Linked DNA regions of Mus musculus: region 1 is linked to region 2. The links are chromatin contacts, called in public Hi-C maps. All regions are on one chromosome and are shown on one strand. The core of a region is the stretch at or near the end of the contact, and the rest is flanking DNA. Distances in the headings are between cores, read along the strand shown. Region 1 overlaps Gm10790 (predicted gene 10790). Region 2 has its middle 27 kb from the start of Gm40925.

Region 1 (4,686 bases), core at 544-3,043, 170 kb after region 2:
TCAAACATTGTGCTTAGTGAAGGAGAGAGGCAAGGGCGGTGGTTAGAGCCAGACCACCAGCTTGGGGGACAAGCTTCTCTACCTCACGACTGTTATGCTTGTAGGGATGGTGTTGCTATTTATTACACTGAGATCTCTCTACATACAGATGACCTAAGATCCAGCTTCTCAACTCCAGAATAGACCCTGCTCAGGCCACCTGTCCCCCTCTCTCTTAGCTGGCTATATGACAGTCATTCAAGTGCCTCTCACTAGGAGCTACTTAATTACATGCATCCCGTGTTTGTTCTGAGGTAAGTTACTCTCCGTGAAGTGCATCAAAGCCTCCAACCCATTTATGCTCATGGGCCTCTAACATCCCTAATGTCATATATGAACACATGTATTTTCATTCATTCATTCATTCATTCATTCATTCATTCATTCATTGATTCATTCATGCATGCATTAAATATGTATTTAACACTCTTCAAAGATACTAACACAGGATATTTATAGTTGGATAATATTCCTTGGATTTTGTTGTTTCTTCTCTCTTAGAACAATTTAAAAGTTTTGAAAACATATCCTGTCATTGAAGTAGGTCTCCTTGTACAGCTCAGGGTGGCTTTAACGTGACAATTCCCTTGCCTCAGCTGGGATCATAGGCATGTGCCACCAGGCTTGCTTGCTTTTGAACAAGCTCAGTTTTATTTAAAAACAAACAAACAAACAAACATACTAGCAAAATCCACAGATGTTAAGAATCATCTTTGCCTTGGTACAGCTGAGTCAGCTCTGACTATAAACCATGACATGTAATGTAAAGCCAGAGGGTAAAAATAAATGGAATTTCAACACACACACAAACACACACACACACACACACACACACACACACACACACACACACACACAGAGCAGAGCAAGTCAACCCAAGGAGGGAACTGGTAGGCATGAGGGAAGCTGCAGATTCCGATTTCTTAGAATACTTTTTGATGAAGAAAATAAAAGAGTAATAAACAAACCCTATTTCTAGAAGCCGGGTTCCAGAGTGATGGCCGTTAGTTGCTAGAAAATTCTTTCCCTCATATTCTTGGGACTGCCTGCATGGGTCCGGTATGTGTGGCTATTCCTGTGTTTAAGGGCACTTAGGGACAACTCGGTTTTCAAGGCAGAGGAAGGAAATCAGAGTGAGGTGAGAGCCAAACTCCCCATTTCGGCAGAATTAACTCAGGTGGTGAGGAGAGGCAGGGTGTGACCACCTCGCTTCTAGAATTAGCAATGTCACATTGGAAGAGACATTTTCTGACTTTTCTCCATCTCAATTTCCTTCCCAGTGGCTTCGTACCTGTTAAATGACTTTGTAAATATTCCTAAATGACAGATTGGTAGTGGGTGTGGTGTAAAAAGGAAAGAGGGAAGAGGCTAACGACCACACATAAAACAAGCAGCCCTTAGAGCCACTGGCCAATTTTTACAGCTGGATTTTTATAAACTCCTTGAAGAGTTGGGCGAGGGACTGGTTTACGATGTTACCATAGCGATACTGCTGGTTTTTGAGAAAATATTGAGATGCTGAAGTGGATGGACTGTGGAGAAACAAGCAGAGTGGATGGGACAAGCAGGAAAGAATTATAGACCCTCACTAAATATTTCACCGGCAGGATGCCTTACTGAACTGTCCCTGGATTTAATTAGCTGTGGAGAGAAGGGGGAAGGGTTAATCCAAGGTCACTGTGGAGGAAAACGAAGCTTGTGACACACGCTGCTATTTTGATATCTGCTGAATGCCACGTTATAGTCAATGAGGATGGTGGCTGAGTCCATCCGGGAAGTAGTAGGTAGCGTAGATTCTTTACATTAGCAGATAGGACAGAGTTCGGCGATGGCGTTTCTGTAGAAATTTCTCTCAGATTCCTTCTGCCAAGCCAGCATTTTCTGGTAAAGTGTTGGAAGTGACTGCCAAGGAAGAAGAATTTGCCAGTTTTCGAGTTGAGAAACAATTTGATTGAACTCAATTAAAAACAATTGTTTTGTTTAATTGTGTTTTTCCGTACTTGAATTTGCCTGTTTACACTAACTCAAGCCCATGGCTGTCTTACTCTCAGTCACACAGGGGGTGACCACACGTCTTCTCAGAAAAAGCTTGCTTGTTTGGAGGAAATAAACTGTGCAGTCCTGTGGGATGAAGGGGGGTGTGGGGCGATGTGCCGGCCATACTGAGCTACACCACCATTCACATATCATTTCAACATATAAGACAACCTCTGCCGTGGGCCAGGACTTTTCCAAGTGCCTTGTTCTCCGTGATCACTAGGACAGAGTTTCCCTGTCACAGAGTCTGAGAACCAGGCTCTATCCTCAGAGCAAATAACCTAGGGGGCACAGAGAATGGTCTAAAGATGATTTGTTAGTCACATCTATAACAAACCCACGGGCTATCTCAGTAATACTGTCATGCACAAGAACTGTCTGGTCTTTAAAATCCCTTATAACTGCCAGGTAGGATCCCTGTGGTATTTCACAACTGGATGCCTTCATATACAACTTTTTATATATTTTTTTGTACCAGTGTAATGGCATCCTCCCCAACCTTCTAGTTTTTTTTTTTTTTTTTTATTAAGAGTAAAAGTTCATACTCATACCCCAAGCTGAGTATTTCATCTGTCTTAAGTGGCCTGTGTGAGGAAATATCTAGTCATCACTATGTAGTAAAGGAGGGGGAGAAGAAAAAGCAACTAATTTTAGTAAAATCAAAGAAGAGTTAACTCACAAGATGGTCCTATATTATGTTAAAATAAAAGGTTTTATGGATGTTGTAGTGGCTAGTTTTGTGTCAACTTGACTCAGCTGGAGTTATTACAGAGAAAGGAGCTTCAGTTGAGGAGATGCCTCCATGATATCCAACTGGAAGGCATTTTCTCAATTAGTGATCAAGGGGGAAAGGCCCCTTGTGGGTGGGGCCATCTCTGGGCTGGTAATCTTGGTTCTATAAGAGAGCAGGCTGAGCAAGCCAGGGGAGGCAAGCCAGCAAGGAACATCCCTCCATGGCCTCTGCATCAGCTGCTGTTTTCTGACCTGCTTGAGTTCCAGTCCTGACTTTCTTTAGTGATGAACAGCAATGTGGAAATGTAAGCTGACAAACCCTTTCGTCCCCAACTTGTTTTTTGGTCATGATGTTTGTTTAGGAATAGAAACCCTGACTAAAACAGATGTGGAAGATGATGTGATGTTTGTCTTTCTGTACTAAGCTTACTGTGCATGACATAACATCCTGGTTCATCAACTGCACAAATTGTAGGATTTCCTTTCTTTTAATACTGCATAGTATTCCATGTGGTGGAGGAGATAGCTTCTCTAGTCATTCATTCACCAGTACACACTTAAGTGGATTATATTATGAATAGCATAGCCATAATATTAGAGATAAGAGACATAAGAAATGATTATTCAATGGATGCAAAGTTATAGTTAAATTGGGAAATAACACATTTTCCAGAATTCTGTTGCACAGTAGGGTGACCATCTTTATAATGTTTTATTGTATATTTCAAAATAGCTAAAGAACTTTGAACATTCTTACTACAAAAAATGAAAAGTGCTTATGCTAACTACCCTTATTTGATCATTACGCAATATGTGTGTGCATCAATGCATGGCAGTATACATAAAAATGTAGATGGCTATTTTTCCAAATAAAAATAAAACATAAAAATAGACAAAGGGAAAACGTGTGAAGCATCAGGAAACAATGTTTTCACATTGGGTGTTGACCATCATTCCAAGCCAAAGTATACTGAGCATTAGTCAAAGAACCCTGTGCTAGGAGACACTGTGTAATTCTAACCACAGTAATACTGCCAGAGGATCTTAAAGGAGTTCCCCTGAGCTGCAGACCTAGAGGGAATGGTTTAAGACGGAGCCTAATGGTGAAGGTTACTATGCTCGCCAGCTGCCTTGGGGTTGGTTGACCTTTGGGCTTAAGAGCCAGAAGCTGATATGGAATGGCAGCAGTTGTGGGAACAAGATACTACAGGATCTTCACCTCACCGCTTCATTCAGCTCACCCTGTTAAAAATCTTACTATTCCATGTATTTCTTAAGTAGGCTTTAACTGGTTGTCCATGGTCCTGGATGGGTTCCTGTATAGGCCAGCAGAATCTGGAGCATATGGACAGGAGCTGATTACTTGTACAAATTCTGTGGATGTTTCCCTGGCCCCACTGGAAATTTCTGTCACCCTGGATGCCACAAAGACAAGAACATGTATGGCTGACATATTTTTTTTTTAATAGTGCTAGAAAGAAGCTGATGGCTTGATCAATAAAATGCTTGCTGTGCAAGCATGAGGAACTGAGTTCAGGTCCTCAATACTTACATATAAAACGCACAGTATGGTGGCCAGCATCTGTAATTCCATCACTACAGAGACAAACAGACAGACCCTTGGAGCTCATTGGCCAACCAGCTTAGCTAAATCAGTGAGCTCTGGATTTAGTTTGTCTCAAAAAATAAGGTAGAAGTGATTGAGGGAAATACCAGACATCAACCTCTGGCCCCCACGTGTATTGGCACACACATGAACATGCATCTCTGTGCATGCATGTGCACACATCTACATGAATACATCCACACATACAAGAGAGGGAGGGGGAGAGGGAAAGGGAGGAGGGGGAGGAAGAGGAGGAGGGGAAGAGAGAGAGG
Region 2 (4,271 bases), core at 351-2,850:
CCATGATAACTTCTGGAGGGTTCAAAGAACAGTCAGGCACATTTTATCAGCACAATTGTTTCGGAGGTCGGTGGTTTTCTTGAAGAAATGAAGGGTGGGAATGTCCTCAGAGAGGATCTGTCCACCCTCATCCCTTGACAGGTGGGAACACAACAGCTGCTCTGAGGGGACCCTCCTTAGCTGTTTCAAGTGGGGTCAGTGTCGGGACAAGACTGTAAGAGTCTTGGTTTGAATCCCAGTACTCTTTCAATTAAAATCTCCCAGCAAATTTAATTAGCCTCAGGGTGTATATAAATCGGGTGTTATTCAATGAGCGGTCGGTTCTGGAGTTCGTATGATGTAAAATCTGCTCATTTAAAGCACACAGAATAACGGCTTTGAATACAGAGTTGTGTATTATTCTACCGTGAAAGCCTGTAGCCCTTAGCTGTCAGCTCCCTACACTCTCTCTTGGCCATCTATGCCCTTCTTTGCAGACACATCTATTCAGGAAGCTTGTTCTTTTAGCCCTAGGCAACAGTGAACCTACTTTCTACCTCCGCAGTCTGCCAGTTCTGGGCATTGTATAGAATGACATCATTCTTTATGACTGGATTCCTTCCTTTAGTCAATGTCCAAGGCCTTCCCAGGCTGTAGCATGCATAACCACTTAATTTTCTTGTGTTGTTGGATAGTAGTATATTGAGCGAATATATCGTACTTTTATTAGCCATTTATCAGTTGATGGGTATTGCTTTTAATGTCAGTGTGTGATGAGCAATGCTGCTGTGTACTTTCGTGGGCAGTTTTTGTGTGGGCATGTATTTCCATTTCTCTTGCGTGCATATGTACCTAGCAGCAGAATTGTGTGGTCATGTAGTGACACTGTTTCTAACCTGTTCGGGAATGGCCGCTCAGATTTCTAGAGCCCTGTTAACACTTGGTGTCTTGATGACCCATTTCTTTACTTTCTCAAGAGTGCTTGTTAGTGCCTATACTTTCTATAACAGCCATCTTCAGGAAAGGGAAATGGCATCTTATTATTTCATCTAGCACGTTCTTGGTGGTTAATGGCCACCAATGGACAACTTGTCAAATGTGGGTTGATCATCTGCTTCCCTTTTGGGCTGGATCTAGAGCCTTTGGGGCACTGTGATGGCTCCCCACCTACCTTATATACAAGTCCCTTATGAGAGCCAAGGTTTGGAAAAACTGTCTCTACTTCTGTGGGCGGTCTTTTCTCTTTGGTTCTGAGTTTTTGAGATGAAGTCTCACTGTGTAGCTTAGGCTGGCCTAGAACTCACTATGTAGCTTGTCTATTCGTTTTCTTGCTGGGGTCTTTTAAAGTCCGTATGTTTGAAATCTTGATAACTTTACAGATTTTACATGGTAAATTTATTTTATTTTTTTGTCTTTAAGTCATTGACAAGTGTGTGTTATATATGTGTGTGTGTGTTTGTGTTTGTGTATGTCTATGTGTGTATGTTTACGTCTGTGCATGTGTGTTTGTGTGTGTGTATGATCTAGGAGGAATGGTGAGTTGATCTAAATAACAGAGCTCCAGAAGAGATGAACATGATAAGATAGTATAGCACTGAAGGAGTTAAAACAAACAAGGGTGTGGTCAGAAGGACAGGGAAGGGCTTCTGTACTGTGCAATCTAGGAATTGCCCTGGTCACCTAATACCAGAGAGTCTGTGAAGAGGGAACAATAGCCTGAAGGAACAGCTTGTGACCACTGCAAAGGTTATAATCTATGTAGGCTCTTATGAAGACTAAACAGGACGGCCTTTGCAGTCATTTCCTAATAGAGGGGTGTATGCTTGCTAGTCCTTAACTGGTCACTTTAATCAGACAAATTCTGCAAGACATTTTTGGAGGGGTGTGTGTGTGTGTGTTTGCGTTGTGTGTGTTTATGCATGAGTGTGTAAGCCCATCACACATGTGAGTGAAGCCAGAGTTGTCAGTTATTCCCGTGATAGCATGGAGACAGAGATGTTTTCCTTATGATTTCCTTTGTCTTTTTGCCCCTACCTCCCCCAGCCCCGCCACTTCCCATCCAAACACAGGAATATACTAATCAGGCAACTATGCACTGCTGTTAGTAAAGGGGTCAAATCCATTTGGATGGAATTCCAGGCCCAACATGCTAACAATGGCAGGAAACTGGGTCCTCGAACTGGCTGGAGCTCAGGGCTGTTGAGCGATAGATTGTTGAAAGCGCTGGCCCTGGGGTAGGCTGTTTTGGCTTGCTTTGTGTTTGGAATGCCTCGATTGTTCCAGACACAATGAGGGATCTGTCTGTCCAGGCAGAAAAAAAAAATTATGATCGGAGGAATAAAACTAAACGTGCTGCTCTCTGTTGCAAATGGTTCTTTAGTGGTCCACACACAGCTCTGTAGGGACAGGCAGGATTTTTATTTTAACATTTCAGGTAAACATGATAGTTGACATTCTATCCAACTTCCATATGTACCTGCAATGCCCTGCAGGGGACACTTTCTTCTCTTCTGCTTCCAATTCATGACCCTCGGGACTTCCTGTCTTGCTGATCTTAATAACGAACTTGGAGGTGGAGGTGTCTCTGCAGAAACTATACTACATGCCGGGCGGTGGTGGCACATGCCTTTAATCCTAGCACTTGGCAGATTTCTGAGTTCGATGCCAGCCTGGTCTACAAAGTGAGTTCCAGAACAGCCAGGGCTATACAGAGAAACCCTGTTTTGAAAACAAAACAAAACAAAACAAAACAAAAAACAAACAAACAAACTATAGTACATATGATGCACTGTATGTTGGCTGTCCTAAGACCCTCCCCAGTTACTCACTTTCTGTGGAATTGTAAGTTTTTGATGAGTGGTCTCTTCATATAGATAGTATGGAAGGACTATTTCCTAATTAGGAAAGATAAAACATTTACATCTGGCCTGGCATATTGTTCTGGTAAAAGGCAGATCTTATAGACGAGACTTTGCATTTTATTACCAAGCATTGCACCAAATAGACTTCCTTTCACTGAGGATTCAAGAATTTGGATCCCTTGTTAACACACAAAGCACAGTAAGAAAATTCACCATGGTGTGGGCCTTACCCCATCATCCATTCTTTCTATCATTCACCCATTTAACAAACATGTTTAGAAGGTCTACTTTATGCCAGGCACTGTACTGAGTCAGGGGTAAAAGGCAGCAAAGCTCTGCTATTGAGCTTACAGAATGGAGGGTGAAGACATGCATATGAATAAAAGGGCATGGTTATCTTCATCCCAAAATAGCATCGGGCAGGTGAGAGTGTGGAGAACAGTCCCCAAAATAGTCATAGCTCTTCATTGCCCATCACTTCACAGGCCAGAAACAGCATTCCCTGGCAAGGCAAGGGGTATGGTCTAACTCAGATCCACCAGATCTGCCCAAGAGGAAGTGGGTAAATATTGTTCTTGAAGCATTGGGAGTGCTGAGCACTTGGACAAAATTTGGGATCTGTTTGAAAGATGACACCGGAGACAGCTAGTGGCCTATGTGCCTTAAACTGACCTGCAGGTGATACTGCAGTGGCCACGTGGGGATGGTTACGGGTAAGGGATGGAGACAACTAGGAAGTGCTGAAGGATTCTGGGAAAGCTAACAAAGCACAAGGAGGGCATGAAACAGTTCAAAGAGCTTGAGAGTGAAGGACCAAACCATCCCATGAAACTTATCCATGGGAATCTGAGCCTGGAAGGGAAGCCAGATCAGGGGCAAGCTTGTAGTTTTGTTTCATTATTGTCCGTGTAACTTAATGGCCAGAAAGCTCTGGCTTGGTTAGGTGAACATCCAAGATTTCCTCATGCCAGAAGTGTTATCACAGGCCATAGCACACTCTTCCAGAGTAAACACTGCCCTGAGGCTCTTCACACAGAGGAAAACCCCCCAAGATAATAACCAGTCCTTGTAACAGTCCTGGAAAAGGTCACCTGTAAGACTCGAGCTTGGAGTTGTCTGAGTCACAGCATCGTGGACCCTTTACAGGGGTAGGGGTGGTTGTGTTTCATCCACATGTAAATAGCTCTGGTTACTAGCTTGCTTTTTCTCTCCTGGCATCCTTTGGCGGCTTCTGTTTGCACAGCTGAAGTCAGCCCTTACCACCTCATGTCTGATAGTCTGGGGGAGCTGACAGCAGACTATTCAAGGAATGGCATCGAGTAGCTTTTCTCAAGGTCATTTCCTGCCCATGATCTCAGCAAAGATCACATTCCTTAAGGATGTGTACATGGGGGGTGGTGGTGGTGGAAACAGACCATATTCTGTTGCAAA

The links. Hi-C and Micro-C count contacts between places; a contact is called where the count stands out from the background.
Region 1: a contact with region 2 is called in a Hi-C map of uterus, with 1.7 times the contacts expected there. The contact joins two enhancer-like sites. A contact is called at or near these places in 6 of 484 Hi-C or Micro-C datasets (the HL-1 cell line, cardiomyocytes, embryonic stem cells and 3 more), 1 of 115 datasets of contacts at active chromatin or transcription factors (embryonic stem cells) and 1 of 9 other capture datasets (embryonic stem cells).

Annotation. Positions count from the first base shown.
Region 1 is chr13:41,870,753-41,875,438 of GRCm38.p6, forward strand. All of the region lies in intron 1 of Gm10790 (predicted gene 10790), which reads left to right. Among named protein-coding and RNA genes, the nearest start is that of Gm10790, 7.2 kb to the left of the region's middle. Within about 2 kb of position 1,794, at least 13 of the 459 cell types and tissues checked have an H3K27ac peak or open chromatin away from gene starts, as enhancers often do. A contact at or near this core is called in uterus, where this site is marked.
Region 2 is chr13:41,701,686-41,705,956 of GRCm38.p6, forward strand. No RefSeq gene overlaps it. Among named protein-coding and RNA genes, the nearest start is that of Gm40925, 27 kb to the left of the region's middle. Within about 2 kb of position 1,601, at least 17 of the 459 cell types and tissues checked have an H3K27ac peak or open chromatin away from gene starts, as enhancers often do. A contact at or near this core is called in uterus, where this site is marked.